2 separate regions of the Mus musculus genome follow, and region 2 is linked to region 1. Evidence: chromatin contacts called from public HiChIP or PLAC-seq data. All regions are on one chromosome and are shown on one strand. Each heading gives the region's core, a stretch centred on a gene start, on an enhancer-like site or on the middle of the called end of the contact. The rest is flanking DNA. Distances are from core to core; before and after follow the strand shown.

The links. HiChIP or PLAC-seq counts read pairs in DNA pulled down with a chosen protein or histone mark.
Region 2: a FOXA1 HiChIP or PLAC-seq map of pancreatic cancer cells shows a contact between it and region 1. The contact joins the enhancer-like site here to the promoter of Slc25a27 in region 1. A contact is called at or near these places in 4 of 39 promoter capture datasets (the 3T3-L1 cell line, the C10 cell line, cranial neural crest and 1 more), 1 of 115 datasets of contacts at active chromatin or transcription factors (pancreatic cancer cells) and 2 of 9 other capture datasets (adipose tissue and pancreatic islet).

What each region holds. Positions count from the first base shown.
Region 1 is chr17:43,663,279-43,670,232 of GRCm38.p6, reverse strand. Slc25a27 (solute carrier family 25, member 27) reads left to right here and starts at 3,019. Exons shown (of 9, transcript NM_001357122.1): 1 at 3,019-3,333; 2 at 5,968-6,159. The coding sequence starts at 3,231. It overlaps Cyp39a1 (cytochrome P450, family 39, subfamily a, polypeptide 1), which reads right to left and starts at 2,861. Exons shown (of 12, transcript NM_018887.4): 1 at 2,439-2,861. The coding sequence starts at 2,624.
Region 2 is chr17:44,235,685-44,242,638 of GRCm38.p6, reverse strand. It overlaps Clic5 (chloride intracellular channel 5), which reads right to left. Exons shown (of 6, transcript NM_172621.2): 2 at 5,397-5,506; 3 at 480-605. Among named protein-coding and RNA genes, the nearest start is that of Clic5, 51 kb to the right of the region's middle. Within about 2 kb of position 3,423, at least 227 of the 459 cell types and tissues checked have an H3K27ac peak or open chromatin away from gene starts, as enhancers often do. A contact at or near this core is called in adipose tissue and pancreatic cancer cells, where this site is marked.

The DNA.
Region 1 (6,954 bases), core at 1,770-4,269:
TATCCTGACCATGTAATAAGTCTTAAAAATCATCTTCTAGGATTCAAACATCAATGGTGCTATAGCTTTTTAGAGAAAAAATACACACACACACACACACACACACACACACACACACACACACTGTGTCACATAACATAATGGTAGACTCTCATTGTTTCGTTTGACCCAGAAAACTACAGAACACTCACACATATTTGATCTGAGATAGCCTTTTCAAACATTCCTTACAAATTACTAAACTTCTATGCCCATGGAAGGCTGTGGGAAACAAAGAAATACTTTTAGGAAAGATCCTTCTTCATCTTTCATGCACTAGACTAGTAAACATTTCACATAATTATGGTATCCAGTATGGTACAGAATTTAATATAAGCACATTTTACGTCTAAATAAAGATTAAAAGTATATATTACATCTTTTTCAAAGCAGTAAAATAATAACACAATGCAATCATTAAAAAAATAAATTGTGTATTTCCCCACAAGCAAGTCTATCTTTGGAGTTTATCCTGAGGAAACAGTCAAATTGTTGGGGTCCAGGAGTCACCCCACAAACCCCATGAATACTGATCTCAGTTAAACAGAAATGGTTTCTTGATCACACACCATGACTGATCAACCAGAGCAACAAAGCTCAGGCTCGAGAGCTGAATGCTTCACTCTGGACATTTCTCAGGGCCTAAAGGCTAAAACCAGAAAAACACAAGGAGCTCATGCTCAGGTCCTGGAAAGCTGCCCAGAGTTCGGCCCTGACTCCAGCCATTTTAAACATCACAGTTCATATTGACCTTTAATTTCATAGGTCCTAAGTGAAGCTTATAGTGGTGGAATTTGTTAGGCTTAACAAATCTCATGCAGTACTTAACAGGGTATGTTTTCATCATGACCCTATTCTTAGTCGAGTTATTTTTGTGCATCAGTGACTGACAGGCATATTACAGCACCCATATAAAGTAGCTGGCAGGCGTGGAACAAGATGGCTACAGCTATGCACGCCTCAACACAGATAAGTTTTAAATGTTCAACTGCATGCACATAAGAATATCCATTGAGGGAATGGTTGAAACAACGAAAAGCAGTTAGCAGCAACCCATATCACCCAACTACTGGAATTTAAATAAAATATCTTATCCTTATTTGATGAAATACAGCCATCAAAGACTAGAATATGGCTCAGTGGACAAAGTGCTTGCTGTGCCAACATGAGGATCAGAGTTCAAATCCCCAGACCCCAGGCAAAACCCAGACATAAAAGCTCGCATCCCTAATTCTCCAGAAGCCAGGGAGACAGAGACAGGCAGTTCCCAGAGGCTTGTTAAACAGCCAGTCTTAGCTGACTGGATGAGCTCCAGATGCAGTTTGAGGACCTGTCCCAACAAAATGTAGTGGAAAAACAAACTAGGAAGACACCCTGGTGCAAACCTTTGAACTCCATGTAGTCCTTCATGCATGGATTAGAACACCAACACATGAGTGTACACACACAGAAGTGGGGGAGGGCTAGAAGAAATACTAAATGATAAGAAAATATTATTCATATATTGTGTTTACATGGAATATGGGCATGTGTGTATCACAGCGCCCATGTGGGGGTCTGAGAACAATCTGAGAGAGCTGATTCTCTCCTTCCACCATGTGGGTTCTAAGGTTCAGTCTCAAGATGCCAGGCTTGGCAGCAGACACCTTTACCCACCGAGCCCTCTTGCTGGCCCTCCACCTCAGTTTTTGAGACAAAGCCTCTCTCACTGAACCTGGAGGGGTTGAGGTATGGACTCAGGTTTTTGTGGTTGCTGCAGAAAGCACTTCATCCACCATGCTGGCTTCCCAACCAAAACCACAGTAAGATCTTGGCCGCCAAAATATGAATAGAAATTAAAAGGCCAGCCAGTAAAAGTGCCTTCTCTAAACTGTTCAACATTCAGTAGCTGCTTTATGGGAAAAAAAAAAAAAAAAAAAACCCTTACAGTGGAATCCATTACTTATTTCCTCAGGGCAGGGAATAAGGGAGGGAGGAACTCACCAATAAAATAGTATCTGGTGGTAGGGATGGGGAGAGAAAGAAAGAATATTGGGGAGCTTTTAATCTGTAAAGATCAATTTAGCAAATCAAGTTTTATAAAATCGTAGAGTTACCTCTACTTGTGATACAAATTTATTACTCGTTTTCACAAACTGAAATCATGGAAACTCTTCTGTCGCCGCCCCCAAACTACAAGCTTACATCTGCAATGTTAATAAACACCCACTTAGAATTAACTGCAGGGAATTACTAACAGTCAAAAGACCTGACTATTTCCAACAAGGTATGTAGAGAAACAGAGTAGACGAATTGCCGGAAGTATGTGTATGCCCAATGTTCCAACACTGAGTTTAATAAAAGAAAAATTAGAAAAGGAAATACTACCTCCCTCCAAACTCCCTGTCACTGCTACATACCTTGATTCTTGCTTTTTCTATAAATTCAAGAGGGGCTTTCCCAAACTCAAGTCCAGCTCCAATCCAGGGAATCCAGCCTTGGATGCACGGGGGTCCAAGCAAATTCTTCAACCGAGAGAATAAGAAAAGAACACAGCTTCCCAGAACGGCGATTGCTATTGGTGAGAATAACTCCATAATGCCCATCTTCCAGAATCAACAGACGTTTGAAAACGTCCTTCTCCAGGGGAATCTCCTAGTCCCCCGCCGACTGAGGAAAATGCGCCCAGTTTTGCAAACTCTGAGCCGAGAAACTTTTTAAACAAATTCTCTTGCGTAACTGTGGTTCCTTTGCCCCGCCCCAGTTTTTGTGTGATTTTTGCATTGTGGCTATCTTCCACCTTCCCACGGCTTTCAAATTATGAGAAAAAAAAAAAAAAAAAAAAAAAAAAAAAAAGCTTTGATTTGAACTGGGCTGGGCTGGGCTGGGACGGAGGAGGCGGGAACACATCCTGAGGCGGCGGAGCTCGAGTAAACTAGCTGTTTGCAGCGGGCGCCTAGCTACCAGCCAATCAGAGAAGTCGCTGAGCCCCCAAGAACTACATTTCCCAGAAGCCTCTTGGGTGCGGCTTTGTTTTTCAGCACCTGAGGCCGCCGGACCGGTCCAGCTACCAGGCGGGCGGCGCCTTTGCAGAGCGTAATAAAGGCACATGGTCCTGACCTGACCTCTCTCGGGCTGAAAAGGGGCGGCGCCGGCAGGGTGGCAGGTTCCCAGGCGACCAGCGGTGCCCAGTGGTCCTGACTTGCTGCTGAATGCCTATCGCCGAGGAGGAGAAGCTGCTGCCGCTCACGCAGAGATGGCCCCGGACGAGCAAGTTCCTACTGTCCGGCTGCGCCGCAACCGTGGCCGAGCTAGGTACCGGCCGCCCCCGCCTCGGCCTCCCCAGCGAGTGGCTGCGGCATCGTGCTGGGGGAGGGATGGGCGGGCAGCCTCACTCCTGGCTGGAGTGCATCTTCAGAGGTTGGACCCTCGCAAGGATGTGGTCAGGTGCCCAGTAGGCCAGCTTCGGGAGGAGCGTGGATTGGAGGTGTCCAGGGTCCTTGTCTTCCCATCCCCAGGGATGTTGTCTTATGCCTGAGTGAGTACTCTTGGGCTCTTCATGAGCCCTATACCTCTCTAGGAAACATTTCCCCTTTCGTAAGGATGACCTTTATAGAACCATAATCCATTTGTTCACAGTTTTTTGGTTTGGTTTTGGTTTGTTTTTTTCTTTTTCATCCTCCCTGGGATCGTTTTTTGTGGTTTATAGTCTTATGCTGCCTCGGGAGTCTTTAAGATTTGAGTTGGGGGAAGGGGGACAGTGAGTCCTACCTTGAGGGACTCCAATTGTTAACCATCCCTCTGGAACATTTGCTTAATGCCAGTCAGCCACATCACTTCTCTGAGCCTATACCCGTTAAGGGGAATTCTGAGAAGTAATTTTTATATGTGGTAAATGCAAGGTAGGGGCAGCATTATTCCAGTTGATGCAGTAGTGGGTCCTGGATATACAATTGCAAAAAACCCCAGTGTGGCCTTCTTCCAGGCTCAGTGGGGTGGCGGGTGGGGGGTGGCACATGCAGAGAAAGACATTTATTTACAGCTGCTGCCTGTTGCAGAGAAGCTATTTCTGTGTGTTCCAAGAACATTATAGGAACAAAACAAAACAAGACAGATCCATCTGCCTAAGTGAGTTCAAAGAAACAAACAACAACAACAAATAAATAAATAAGTAAATAAACAGACCACCTAAAGTGGATTACGGCACTATGGCATGAGCAAAGGGTGGGGGTGTTGTTGTGGTTGTTGTTGTTTTTCAGGAAGGGGGCAGGGAGGTTTTGAGTACAACCTGTGGTCTCTGTGAAGCTATTTGAGATTACCCTTACATTTTTTTGTCCATTAAAAAAAGAAAGAAAGAAAAAGGAAAATGTCTCTGGTGCATTAGTTATTTGAAAATGTTATCCAACCGTCTCTAGCGGAGCTTTATTTATTTTTATGCCTAGCATAGCCAGCACACTACCTATTGCTTTGCCCTTTAGACTCTTCCTTTCTTGCCTTTGGCCCATCTATTTGTCTTCTTTCTAATCAAAGCTAACACAATTTTATTTTCCTTAATCATTGATTTTCCTAAATAAAATTCACCAGCTTCTAAAGACATCTAAAACGAGTCAGCCGAGTGATGAGCTGCATTAGTGGTTTGATGGCTCCCTGAAAGCTCAGTGGCTTGTCCAGAAACGGTCCTGTGAAATGTGTTGGGGAGAAACGGGTGAAGAATAGGGACAGAAGGCCAAGGGATCAAAGTTAGTTGGTAAAGGGGAGTTCACACTGATTCAGCACGAATGCCCCAGCCACAAGGTAACCAAAGGAAAAGGAAGGAAGAAAACATGTGTTCTGAGAAGCAGCATTTGTACTTAGAGCTCTTGCCTCTTCATACTTTGCTCAGTTTCATGTGTTGATAAGACACTTTTTAAGGTGTGTGTGTGTGTGTGTGTGTGTGTGTGTGTGTATACCACTGGAAACTTTTTAAGACTCCATATATATGCAAGATAAGAAAACATCTTAGGGACATTATTGGTTAGCAACTTTTCCAGAACCTAATGGAAAGATGTAACACATCCCCCTCCCCGCCCCCTCTCCTGTCTTTGGAAAGGTATTCATGGATCGTGGATCAGGCAGCGGTCACTGAAAATCTTTGTGTACTCTAAGCGATGTTCATGAGCTTGACCCCATATCCTTCTTAAGAGTTCTTCAGGGTATTGTGTGTACGAAGTGTATGATGGACCAAGTAGCTAGAATAGGCTTTCAGATCAAGATAAACTGTCTCTAATTCAACATATAAGCAAATTTTCCAGTTAACTAAAGTTGCGACTTACAAAGAACTCATGAATAGGCCATGTATAAAACTTATCCGTTCAGAAGTTGCCTCAGTTTGAAGAACATTGCTACCCCTGTATACAGAAGATGTTCCAACCTCATTGCATCTTCTCCATCTCAAACATCAGTCCTGTGATTCATTCTCGGGGAAGAAGAACCTATAAAAATCATAGAATTCCACTTTAAATTTGTTCTAAATTTGTATTAGATCTCAAATGATAGTGGCTATGGTCAAGGAGACAGAACGGGGATACTTGAAGCTGTTTCTCATTGGGAAAACTAAATTGGGTTTGAGATTAATTTTTTTTATTAAAAAGAGATCAAGGGTTGCCCTGCTTTTGTGGGATTATTTTGTTTTGCCTTTGTATCTGGGGATGCTTTGGGGCAGGGAATTTTAGATTTGGGAAGGCGTGAGATTGTACTCTCTAAATCAACCTATGAGGTCAGGGTGTGTGGGGATGGGTTTGGAAGTGTGTGTTTTCCGCAGGTTCCCTAGCTGAGGCTGCCATATTCTCCTACTTCAGAGGCTCCAAATCTTGGGGGAATGCTAATCCTCTGATTTTAGAGGTTTTTTTTTGTTGGTTTGTCTGAATGTTTTGGGGTTTCCTCCCCTTCATCTGTTTTCTATTTCATTAGCAACCTTTCCCCTCGATCTCACAAAAACCCGACTCCAGATGCAAGGAGAAGCTGCCCTTGCTAGGTTGGGAGATGGCGCAGTGGACTCTGCCCCTTATAGGGGCATGGTGCGCACGGCCCTGGGAATTGTTCAGGAGGAAGGCTTCCTAAAGCTGTGGCAAGGAGTGACGCCCGCCATTTACAGACACGTAGGTATTTATCTTGATTCTAGCTGGTAAGTTTGTTATGGGTTCTGTATTCTTTGCTTTTCTCTTCAGCTGGATGCAAAATCCAGCAAAGACATTATTCCTCCCCCACCCCCAACTGATACAATAAATCAATAGAAGAAAATCTTTCCAAGTGTTATTAAGGAGTTACTGCCCTAAATTTTGAGACTAGTGTATGGAAGTATTTAACTTCCATGTGGTGCAATGCCCTGGGATTGTCCAGGAGAACCTTGAGACAGGCTGGCAAGTGGTCTAGCGGGAAATGGCGAGCAGCAGATAACATGGAAAGTGACAGAAGAGGACAACTGGTCTCAACTTTGGACCTCGGCACATGCACATGTAGCTATGTGCTTGCATAACCACACACTAATATGACTCTGCACACATGCAAGCATATCTACACGCCATCCTCACTGTACGCACACATATCCATGAAGAGAGAAAGATAATTCACTGAGTGTCATCACTTAATACATCCTGATATAGAGGGAGTTATAACTGCTTCTACTAAGCTGTATGTTTGCAAAGTTTTCCCTGTGAGTTCTTTAATGGTATAAGACAGACGGACATGAATGATTTACATCCTTTCCCCTTATTTAGAAACCTTAAACACAGTGAAAATTAAGGAGAACTGCTTCTGTGGGTGATTAGTGGTCACTGTCACAGAGGGAAACCTTTCTATCCGTGCTTCCAAAGAATCGCTCACAGGAATGGGTGCTGTGGCTATGTCAGCTTTATAGAGAGGAGACCATGAAGTTGGTTCCAGAGGGACACTGAGATA
Region 2 (6,954 bases), core at 2,174-4,673, 570 kb before region 1:
TATGGCTCCTGGTGTGGTCTCAGTTTCCTGGTTTGTCATCATTACATCAGCCTTTTATCCCTTCTACTGAAGATGAAGAAGTTTGCACAATCTTGAGCTTTTCAGGAGAATAAGGCTGGTGGGGAGAGAGGGGGGAAGGGAGAAGGAAAGATGGAGGGGGAGGGGAGGGGAGGGGGAGGGAGAGGGAAAGATGGAGGAGAGGGAAAGATGGACGGGAAGAGAGAGGAGGAGGGGAGGAGAAGGGGGAGGGGGAGAGGGAGGGGGAGGGGGAGGGGAGAGAGGGAGATCTTCCCAGGTCCCCTAAAGGCACTCTGTAGGAACTGACTGGCAATACCTATGGGTAACTTGCCTTAATGCACCCACTCTGAGATTGGCATTCCATTTTGCTAACCTCAAACTGAAGCAGCCCCACTGGAAATCTACCTTCCCACAGCTAACTCTCTCCCTGTCCATAGGTCTGTAAAGAACCAGCTCATTACTTCTCGGGGGTTAGGGTCTCCTCCAGGAACTCTTCAATCTTGTTGACATCTGTCTTCACATCCCCATTGAAGGTCAGGAAGGGCGGGTGCGTGCCAGGAGCCAGGTTGTGTAGATCGGCTGGCTTTCTGTGGAGAGAGTAAGATTCCAGTGATGGTGTGAACCATTGTCCCTCTGGTTCTGAGAAGCCTATGGCATGAACTCTGGTCTGGGGTTAATCAACATGCTTGTAGCATAACCAGATTTGTGGTACTAGGTGTGAGACAGTAGGAGCTGGATAGAGCTCTGTGGGCCTGTGGTGTGAAACCGAAAACTCATCCACAGGAAGAAAATGGCAGAAGTAACTCACAAGTGGAAGCTGAACACAACTGAAAAGCCCGGAGAGGATCATGGTGACCGTCTAAATTAGCTCCCGGCTTTAACTGCACAGGACTGTGCTTCCAAATGCCCTCTTACTAATTATTCCAACAAAACACACAATTCCAGGCTTGACAAATTAACACAGCGGGGCTGAAGAAATGGCTCAGCGGTTAACTGGCCTCCACAAACAAAAATAAGTAACACATTGGATCCTAAATGTATTTGAATACTATATTACTATATGCATGTGTGTGTGTGTGTGTGTGTGTGTGTGTGTGTGTGTGTGTGTTTTGGGGACTTCTTCAAGTTCCAATGCTCCCATTCTGAGTAACATACATTTTAATATGTAGCAATTAACATCTAATATTGTTCAATCTCTTCCTAGACTTCACAAATATACACACATATAATTTGCCTCTAAATGATCCCTGGCATGGAGGATCCATGAGAGAGGGAACTAGTAATTGAAAACCAGACTGTTGGATGAAGTCAGTGTGTTCAAGGAGCATTATTGCTGTTTAACCAATGGACCCTGGTGAAAACTCATGGGGTTAGGTCCAGAGGCCTACGTTCAATATTGCAGATCAGGAAACATCAGGGAGGCTATGGCTAAGGGTTCTACATCAAGAACTATGAGCTGGGCTTGGTGGTCCATCCATTCCTGTTATCCCAGAGCTTGGAAGGCTGGAGCAGGGGGATTGCTACCATTGTGATACCAGCTTGGGCTACAGACTAGAATACCGTCTCGGAAATTAATCAAACAGACAAAGAGTTCCCAACACCTACATTCAGTTTCCAAAACCCACAAGGCAGCTAACAGCTCAGAATTGCCTGTAAATCCAGTTGCAGGAGGACTGATGCCCTCTTCTGGCCCCTTCAGGTACTGCACACACACAGTGAACAGACACACATGCAGGCAAATCAGCCACACATGTATAATAAAAAATTAAATTTAAAAAGGGTTAACTTTAACTGTGAAATTAGAACTCAAAAGTTGGTCTGATATTGAAAAAACTCCAACCCAATTATGAAAGTTTGTGCTTTTCAATGAATGCCAGGGACCAGTAGGCAGCTATCCTACAGGAAACCAGTTAATAATCCAACATACTTCACCATTTACTGTTTTTAATCTTAATTTGAGCACACATTTTTAAAAAATATAACCATTATGATTTTAATTTTACTAAAACTTAGTTGTTTTGTGAAAGATTTTTAAAATTAATTTAATATATGTAAATTGAAGATCTCCCCAGTCAGAAATGGAATCTTTTACAATAAAGATTGAGGGCACTTAAGGGGTACTTATAGTTATAAATAATCCAATTCCAAGGAGTCACAACTTCATTTATCTAGTAGGACTTGAGTAAACACAATGACTCATGTTGAGGAAAGCAGTTTCCTTTTGTCTCAGGTTTTCCCGGGACCAGTAAAACCTTATAGATGAAGGCTACCTTGCCAAACTCAGTCCTTCTGAAGAGAGAATACAGGCCCGCTTGTCCCAACTAGACAAGTGAGCTGAGGCAGAAAGAGCTCAAGTTCAAGGCCAGCCTGGACTCCCAGAGTGAACTCAGGTTTAGTCTGGGAAAGTTCGCAAGATCTATATCAAAACAGAAAGTACGAAGAGGGAGCCGGTTTGAAATAGCAAGCCCTTGCCTAGTATGTGTGAAGCCCTGGTTCCATCCCGGACTCCATACCAAAGCATAAACAAGAAAGGTATCTTGCTATGCTGCTCGCAGTCACTCTTAAATCTAAGATAACCCAGTGTCGGGAACCTCACCACCTTTGCAGCGCACACAGGAGACACTGCATGCATCAGGGAGAGGGAGATGCTGAGGTCCTCGTGATCCAGAGAGGCAGGGGAAGATGTTAGGGAAGAGTACAGCAATGTGGAGCATGCATCCAATGAATGAACAAGGAGTAATCAATCGAACTTTCTAGACTCAGCCCTCAACAGTGCCTGGTGTGGTCCCTGTCGGTGCTGGATACTTAGTATATTGAGTGCCACAGGGAAGGTACGTCAAGAACGCAAGAAGGACATTGCGTCTGTTAGTGCCAGTGATGTGGTGTGCTTCTAAAATCCCTCCTGCCAGGTGGTCAAATTCCTGAGCCAGTATCAAGGAAGGAGGGGACGGGGTGGGGTGGGGGTGTGGCTTAGCAACAGGAAGTGGAGACTCCCGGCTGTACTGAGGAAACAGGGTAGGGCTCACGCAGGAGTCTCAGGGCAGCCATGGGAGTTTCCATTCTCTGAGTTTGCAACATTCTTTGTGGCCACTGGAGCAGAAAATATGAGATGGAGAAACTGTAAAATGTCAACGAGAGGGGGCAGAGGCTTCTGTGAGGAGACAAATTCCTGGTCTAATCAGCTAGGGAGGGGACGACAAGAATTCCAGTGACAGCTCCCAAGTCACTCCCAACAGGCTGCTTGCTCTCCAGCCTCCTTCTGTGACACTCAAACAACTGAGACTAATTTACTTAGTTCCTTGTTGACTCAGTGTGCGTCCCTCCCCTCACATAAAGAGAGGACATTCTTTGCAGGCTGCTCCTGTTTTGTAACTGACACTGGCCAGGAAGGAAGTCCTCTCTGGTCTTATTTTGGAGCAGTTACTGTGGCTTAAAGACACAGCGGTCTGTTAGTCTGTTGACGGGGCAGCAGTGTGGTTTTGTTTGTGACGGGGCAGCAGTGTGGTTTCGTTTCTGGGATCCTGGGGGTACTTTGGCTGCTAGGTTCTGACACCTTTGGGACATGCCACTTCTGGCTCCTGAAGCTGGGCATTGTCAAAAGCATGCTGGCCAGCGCCACCCCTTCCTCTCTCAGTCAGCTCCCACCCCCGCAGTTGGAATTGAAATTACAGAATTCCATGTCTCCAGATTGGATTTGTGAATTATTTCACGGGCCTCATCCTTTCTTTAGCTCCCTGATTCACAGCTCCATGAGGGGCGCCGGGTTTCAAGTTCGTGCAGCAAGCCAAGTAGAATCCTAAACATAAACCCATGGCCCACCTCTTTAAACCCCTAACAGCACTCTCTCGGATTAAAAACTGGGATAAGATCAGTTTTCATAGGAATTAGTATTTGTGTGCGTGCGGATAGTGCTGTAAACAAAGGTGACCACCAAGGCAGCCTTAGAGGGATGTCGGCAGGACTGGGTCTGATAATGTGTGTGAGAGAAGCAGAAGCATCCTTAAGATGCCCGAGAGACTCCGTCCCCTGCCTGAGCTCCAGCTTGGAACTCTAGTGAGAGTTCTCTCCTACGGATGAGAATCTAAAGACTCTGGTCTCTCGGAAAGGAAGCTCCTTGCCCAGGCTCTGGGATCCTGCTCGTTTTAGTTGTTACAGACACAGGCTGCATGGGAGGTACATGCTCCCTTACTGTGCCAGACACTAGGATCTTAGCAGCAGCCCCTCTATTTCCAGCTGGTAGGAGACCTCAGTGGGTCTGCTCGGCTTCCTTGTCTAATATAGAATGCTGGAATTTCCCTTATGAAGTACCTATCACGGGATTTTGCAGGGGAAAGCCATCAGCAGTTAGGAAGCATTGGAGTTGTAGATGTTACGACGAGGTAAGGCACTAAAGGATGACTCCGCCTGAGGAAGCTCAGATCGGACCTAGGTGAGTTTCAAGGGAGGCCACTCCGGACAGTGATGGGTTACAGAGGCCTTCCCAAGAAGTTGGGACTGAAACTGAGCCTAGAGGCAGGAGATTCTCAAGTTCCGAGGAACGAGGAGGAGAAGCCTGACGAATGTAGAAGAAGCCTCTTACCAGGAGCTTCTGGGAACAAGAGCAGCCCCGAGGGCAGATGGGACCCAGGGAGGAGCATTAGACCTGAACAGAGTAGGCTGTTTTGGAAGCCTTTCCACCATGGGCTGGAGGACGTGGCCAAGCTTTGCTGGACACTGTTAGCCGCCACGGAGTTAAGACACCTTCTACGTCTACTCAGAGGACCCAGACTATAGCTCAGTGACAGCACTTGAACGGCATGCAGGGAGCCCCAAGTTAGATCCTTAGCACAACAGGTAACTATGAATACAATGGAACTCAGGAGTGCAAAGGAATAGACACAATCAAGCTGTATGTTTCGCCTCTTAGGGCCTGTACATGCAGTCCTCGGGTCCAGAACCCTCCCACTAGGTGTTCTGAAAGCCAAGACAAATCCTCAGTAAAGGTCTTGATTCTAATTCCCTGAAAATTCAGCTGTCAGTGCTGAAGCCCACCAGGGTCCTGCAGACCTAACGCCTGTGCTATTGTGATATATGTTTTTATACGCCTGTGCCCATCCTTGAGGCAGACACTTGTTGTGTGCCCTTGCCTTCCCTTCTCTTTTCTTCTTGCTAATCAACGGATGCCAACCAGGGTAGTGAAGCACAGCCCTGAGGGAGGTTCTGGTTATGTTTCTTTTAGCCTCCTTTGTGAGCTGGGTTGGGCCCTGGGAACAGTTCTGGGCAATGAGATGGGATTCATCCGAGGTTTCCTGGAGCCCCAGGATGGCCCTGGATTTGCTCTCATTCCATCTGACTCTTCCTTGCGCTAGATGTCCCCTCATGAACACAGGGTCCTTTACCTTTTCAGATCCACGGTGGTGACATTGAACACGACTCCTTTCAGCCAGAGGATCATGAAGAGACGCTGAGAGAAGGGACAGTTGCCAATGCTTTCCCCGTCGATCCCAGCCTGGAAAGAAAACAAAGGCAGAAGCCTGAGTCTCAGGGCACTGGTGCACAGAAAAGAATATGGATCATAAAGAACAAACTCTGGGCTTAGAGCCACACACCTCCCAGCCAACTTCAGAGATCCGTTGTATCCTTCTCCGTTTCCCTACTATTAGGGCAGAACGATGCCTGTGCCTTGTGTGCTCTTCATAAATGCTGAGCTGGAGCTTCCAACATGAGATGTTCTAGAACCACACTTTCTGAAACCACAGAACCTCCAGGCTCTCTAAATAAAGCAGGAGTGAACGATTCAGTTCCTAGCTCGCTAAGTGACAAGCAGCAAGGACTGTGGAACTCTGGTCACACTTGCTCCATCAGCATGTCTCAGGACAGGAACCTTGGACTGTGATTCCACCTCCAGTAGCCAGGATAATCATCAAAGGCAGCACTCTAATCAGTACGGCGCTTAGTATAGTAACAGCGGTTGGTATCAATATATTACTTATTGGTGAAAACATCCTTTGTATTCAAGAGACACATATTGATGATTAACAGTGTGTTGGGGCATTGGGAGAAATGGCCCTAGAGAGTTTTAGTAAAAGGTGTGTGTGTGTGTGTGTGTGTGTGTGTGTGTGTGTGTATGTGTGTGTGTGTGTGTGTGTGTGTGTTGGTCAGAAAAGGGCATCAGATTCTTGGTGCATGAGTTACAGACAGTTGTAAGCTGCCCAGTGTGAGTGCTGGGATCTAACCTCAGTCCTTGGAGAAGCAGCAAGCCATCTTAATCACTGAGCAAACTCACTAATGCCCAATGACTTTTTTTTTAATTTGCAGTTTTAATTTATTCATTTATGTATATTATATTTATGTGTATGTGTAAGCCTGGGTAGATGTGCCTGTGTGAGTGCTTGCACCTATATACGTGTGTACGTGATTTTGCATTTCAGAAAAGGGCATCAGATCCACTAGAGCTGGAGATATAGGTGGTTGTGAGCTGTTGGACTTGGGTGTTGGGATTTGAACTTGGGCACTCTGGAAAATCTACATGTACTTTTAACCACTGAGTCAATTGTCTAGACCCCAAAGATGATTCTCTAATTAATTTATTAATTCCACTCCAACCCTCAGTTTCCCCTCCCTCCTCTCTTGTCAGTCCTCCCCAACCTATCTCCATGCTCCTCCCCACTACTTCTCTGTTTCTCTTCAGAAAAAGGGAGGTTTTAAATGGATTCTCTCTGAGAGCATGGAACCTTCAGCTGGGTGGGTTAGGGGAGTCTGCAGGACTGTCTGTTACCATAACAACAGCAGTGAGTGTTGGCGTTTCTCTTATCCACCTGTCTCATGGTTCTTCCCAACACAGCAACCGTCTGAGGGGTAAGTTCCCTCTACACAAAGTGAGTTGCAGAGCCCTGAGATGTATAGAGAATTTATTCCAAACAAGCTTGAGAACAAACAAAAGAGATCGGAAAACTG